2 separate regions of the Arachis hypogaea genome follow, and region 2 is linked to region 1. A link is a contact called in public Hi-C data. All regions are on one chromosome and are shown on one strand. Each heading gives the region's core, a stretch centred on a gene start, on an enhancer-like site or on the middle of the called end of the contact. The rest is flanking DNA. Distances are from core to core; before and after follow the strand shown.

Region 1 (2,824 bases), core at 222-2,721:
AATTGTAAAATGCACTGGAATTTTAAAATGCACCAGTGTGCCACATAAAATGGTTTACTATCACAAATGATTAATAGTTATATTCTTCATTTCAATAATTTTTTTTTTAATTTTTTATTCATATTCGTATGAGATCAAACCTATGTCATTTTCATATATATTAAACTCTCATGTAAAATGAACATAACTGATAGGTTAATTAATCTCAATATTTAAATTAGTATATTTTTAGAGTGCACCAATAATCATAATATTTATAGAATATAAGTGATGAATTGCATATAATAAAATAAAAAGTTGCTATATGATTAATGTTTACTGTGGTTAGCTTAATCTTATCAAGTTTAGAGTTCACCAATTAAAATGTAAAGTTTAAAATAAAAATTAAAATTAAAATAATTGACCTCAGTTTAAATATAAGAACGATATAAGCTGATATATTTTTTTGAGTAGGCAAATAATAATAAAAATTATTAATTAAATTAATTACATAATAAAAAATACAAATAATTGTTTAACTAAACAAATAAAATTATCATTTTCTCATACTATATTTTTAAAAAAGAATTAAAAAATAAATTAACTCTTAATAAATTACATATTAAATATTATATATATATATATTATCAACTATTTTACAATAATTTAATTTATATTCTTAGTAGGACGTAACGTTGATCAAGTTGTTTTTGATCAAGTTGTTTTTATTTCAAGGATGAACATAATTCCTAATAATGAGACCTTATCTATCAGGTTTATTCAAAGGCAGTTTTCAATTATCCTTTGCTTTGCAATGACCATAAATAAGTCTTAAGAACAGACACTCTCAACTGTTGATGTATATCTTCTAAGGTTTGTTTTCACACATAGTTAGCTTTATGTTGCACTCTCTCGAGTCAATAGTATGTCTGGTCTCAAAATATTAGTTGTTAATTTTTATGAAAAGACCTCAAATCATACTCCTAATATTGTATACAGAAAGGTTTTTGTCAATTTACTCCCTGCCATTCAGCCATTACTGTAATATTCATTGTTCAGCTATTATGTCTTGCTTCCAAAGTGTTATTTTGATCAAATTTTCTTAAATCTGTATTTCCTGGTTACGATCATTTTATTGGTTACTTTCATCACATCATCCTCTTTTGATTCACGGTACAAGCCTACAAAGTCGCTGATGCTATGTCCTCGTGCTTGGCACGAGTCTTAAAACTAGTACCTACTAAAAATCAGACCAATTTGACTGATTAGTATGGTTTTAAAAACCGAATCGGACCGACCAGTTCAACCAGGTTAACCGGAAATCGATTACCTAGTCGGTTCGGATAAGTCTATAAACTGCCTGACAAAAAATCGGTCACAGAACCGATTGAACCGACAGTTAACCGGTAAACTGACAGAACCATTCGATTTTTTGGCGGGTTTGGTTCGACAATAAATCTCCCAAACGACTCCGTTTTGTTTAAAAAAAAAAGGGGAAAAACGGCAAAAGCAAAACTGAAGTTACTGAACCTTAATTCCCTAAATCAATCCCCGTAACCCATCTTCTTCCCAAACTCATCTCTCTTCTCTTCTTTGAGATCCATAGAAGCCACCAACATCCCGCTGCCACCGCATCCCGCCGCCACCACAGCCCCCACCGTGTCGCACATCGCCGAGCTCCCCTTCTGTGTGTTCGCCGATGTCGCGTCCTCTGTCGTCGCCGTTGCTCACCTTTCATGTTATCCTCCCCGTAAGCGTAAACGGTACACCCATCTCCTCTCCTCTCTTCTCTGAAGACTGAAAGTGAACCATAGAAGCCACCGCAATGACAGTTTTGAGCACTGAGCCCCACCGCCCCACCGCGTCTCTGTAATCGCCGACCTCGCCTTCTCTGTTCGGCTATTCGCCGGTGTCGCGTCCTCCATCGCTCGCGTTCCTCCTCGCCGACCTCGCCTTCTCTGTGTTAATCGGTAAGCACTGAATAGCCATCTCCTCGGTGTCTGCTTGCTGGTTTAATGTTTAGGCATTTAGCACTTGATTAATTGGATTTTCTGAGATTATTGTCTGCTGATTTATCATTTATTTGTTATTTCTGATTTTCTTTGTGTTGAATAGTGATTTGGTTTGGGGGGAGATATGGCTTCTGAGGCCATTGTGTTGAACCTTAATTATTCTTAATTTTGGTGTTTTAGCTGTCCAAATTTGTTGTTGGTGTTGTTGTCCGTTTGTATTCTAGTTCATTTCATTCACTTATTCATGTTTTGTGGTATTTCCCTTTCATCTCCAACACAGACCTGTTTCTATTACTCAATTTCACCATTTGGTGTCTTTTTCTTTTTCCTTGTCATTGTTTCTTTTCTTTGCATATGTTGTTTCGTGCTTTGATTCGATTTACCTTTTATTGCAACATCAATCATTACATACATCAGAAATAACAAATAAATAATAATTATGATTTTTGATAAGATACCTTTATTAGTTGAAAACTTGTTTGTTAATGTTTCTTGTGATAGAACATTATGTGTTTGTTATTATTTGCGTTTTGGTTGTTTTTTGTTATAAACTTCGATGTTTGAAGTCATTTGTGAACTTCTAATATTAAATTATGAATAATTTATGGTATAAAATTGTGAAATTTTGAATTTTATTAAGGTAAAAATTATTGAATTTATTCAAAATTATATATAAATTTTTTAATAATTTTATTTAATATTTAATTAAATCGGTTGAACTCTGGAGTTCAAACCATTAAACCAGTAATTTTACCGGTTTATTGATTGGTCTGGTTTTCGCAACCTTGCTGATTAGCTGATGATTGACCGAATTTTTTGAAATTTTTTGAATT
Region 2 (2,824 bases), core at 131-2,630, 250 kb after region 1:
TTGTTCTCGTTCTTGTACAGTACCATATTTTCTTCCTCCACATCTGGCTTCATGTTATTCAGTTTTTCAGAAAGGTGTTTAATGTCATAACTAGCCTCAACGAAGTGTGCTTTGATTGTATTGTCTTGGCTTCGGACGCTTCGGTTCAAAAGCTTTACTCTCCTCAATTCTTCCTCCACTTCTTTCAGCTTTTGGTTTGTAACTTCCGAACCTTCTATCAAACCATCCTTCTCCTCTTCCAACTTCTTTATATTTGTCTGAAGTTCATCTGTTTCTGATCTCAATCTCTGCACCAAACCTGTTTGAGACGAAACGGTGGTTTCCAATGTAACAACCTTACTGACAAGCTGATTAATCTTATCGGCCATTTCAGTCACAGTGATGACTTCACTTGAATCTTCCTCCAATTTATTTTCGTTAACTTTCGCTTGAATCTCGGCATCATCCATGTCCTTTTCTTCTTCTACTGGACTTACTGGTGTTACAATCTTGGATTCATCTTGGTTCATATATTTAGAGATGAATTTGTCTCTAAGAGACTCAAACATCTCATGAGCTTCCTTAACTCTTTCAAACTCAACTCTAGCTTCTTCGGATGATTGTGCTTGAATCTCCTGCAACTTAGCTAAAGTAACTTGACAAGACTTTAGAGCAGTGGCCGCCATTAAAGTTCGAGCTTCGTTGTCTTCGATGACGGTTCCAACACCATACTCATCTTGCAATCTGCTGACACTTTTTTGCATTGCCGTGATCCGATCCTCGATTTCCCAATACTGTGTATAGGCGCGCTCATACAAACTCCTAACAAACTCTTTCTCAGTCTGAAGTGTCAAAATATCTTTCTGAAGCTTGTCAATTTCACCGAGTGCTTGTTCCTTCGACAAACCGGAACCTGAAACTTTGAAATCTTTTCCGGAAGGGCTTGTAGTCCTCTTTGGCAGTGATCCTTTTCTCGAGAGCAACATGGATGGACTTCTGAAACAACCCTTCTTTGGGATATTTGGAACTTTAGGTATCAATGCTTCATTGTTATTATTATTATTAGTGCTTCTTCCATTGTTAGATTTTGGTGATAATGCATCATTTGATCCTTTCTCTTCTTCTTCTTCATCATCGTCGTCTTCTTCTTCTTCTTCAGTCCTATAATGAACTTGATCTGGGAACACACTTGCAATAGTGCGGTTCGCACTTTGAAGGTCCTTTGAAAGTTTATCATACCGCTCTGCTAAGGCTCTGTATGATCGGAAGCTTTCTTCTACAAAACTCACCAGCTCCGGCCGCTTCTTGTAATACATTTCTGCCCTCGTCGCAAACGAGTCCCCTTCATCTTGCAGGGTTCTGAGGGTATCAAATACCCTCTCCTCCATATCTGTGTTAAATGTTCTTAGGTTTAAATTTGATTATTCTCAGATAAACTAGAGTAACTTTACTTTGTTACAAAGTAAGATCTCCTGCGCTTACCAACACACTTTGGACTTTTAGAAATGATCAAATTGGTCAATTTACAAATCTTGAATCTCCTTAATTGGTTAATTGATTTTATATTAGTGAAGAGATTAACATGAATCCAAATAATAACACTTGTAGCACTTTAACATTTAGCATTGAATTAATAGCAGTTGAATTAGTGATTGAAGATCACAATTCATAAATCCAGCATTTGATCATTTCGAAAGTCGATCAATAACTATTTTGTGAGCATTGAAAGTTTTAGGAACTAAATTTGAGATTACCACTAAAATATTTGATTTGAAAAGAAAAAACGTACCCTTTGATTAAAATTTGAATAATGTTTAAAAGAATTTGAAACAACATCGCACCGGTTACTTTCTCATTAGTTTACGGAATTATAAAGCATAAAAATACTACAGCAAAAACCATTTTTGCAAACACAGCATTTGCTTGGATATTGTATCGTTATGCAGTAAACGACTATCAATGCAACTACAAAAACAACAATAACTCATATTCTAATACCATTAATGCATAATAATACTCATTGCATCATCTTTTATCGGTCATTATCATTGAATTTCTAAATAATACTCTTAAGAAAATGGTGAATATTAAATATTGAAGAGGAAACATCCACATTTGAATGCAACTAGGTTAAGCACCAAATTTTAATTTCTGAAGTTTGGACACTAATAGAAACTAGAATTTTGTGCGCACATCCTAAAGTTTCCAGAAAATTTGAAAACTATTACGTTTACCTAATGAGAAACAAAACGTAATATATATGTATGTATAATTTTGTTTCTAACAGAGTGATGAAGGAAACCAAAAAAGTGCAAAATGATTCTTGAGAAACAACACATGCTTAGAACGATACCTTGGATGCTTTGATCCAGCCATTTTGACTGTTTTGTCCTTATGTGGCTGGCCCACCACCATGAATATGCATTGCTTGCTGCCCTTTGCAACATTTTTTTCTTTCTGAAGGGTAGCAATCCTTTACACTTTCACTACATTGAGGTAAATAATCATTTGTCAATGGAGATTACTGAAACCGATGAAGTTACACAAACAAAATCAAAAGGGCCTACACACAATTTTTTTTCTTTTTTTCCGAATCACATACCAAAAGATGTGATGATTCTCACTGGAAAAAAATATGGAGAAAAGTGAAATTAAATGTGTATGACGAAAATGTCCTTTAGTGTGATTACACAAGGAGAGGAGGAGGATACTTTGCCACTAGCATACGTGTAATGTGTTACCACCCTTTAAGTGCTCAAATGTTGGAGAGATGCTAATTAAGCCAGATGAGAAATTTAAAAAAGAAATTACAATTTCATAGAGGAAAATATTGCTATGTAATAGA

What was found. Hi-C and Micro-C count contacts between places; a contact is called where the count stands out from the background.
Region 2: a contact with region 1 is called in a Hi-C map of an unstated tissue, with 4 times the contacts expected there. The contact joins the promoter of LOC112763184 here to the promoter of LOC112764747 in region 1. A contact is called at or near these places in 3 of 8 Hi-C or Micro-C datasets (leaf and an unstated tissue).

The regions. Positions count from the first base shown.
Region 1 is chr17:39,502,772-39,505,595 of arahy.Tifrunner.gnm2.J5K5, forward strand. It overlaps LOC112764747 (protein SICKLE), which reads left to right and starts at 1,472. Exons shown (of 3, transcript XM_072222776.1): 1 at 1,472-1,949.
Region 2 is chr17:39,753,357-39,756,180 of arahy.Tifrunner.gnm2.J5K5, forward strand. It overlaps LOC112763184 (protein NETWORKED 2A-like), which reads right to left and starts at 1,381. Exons shown (of 3, transcript XM_029294273.2): 1 at 1-1,381. The coding sequence starts at 1,367.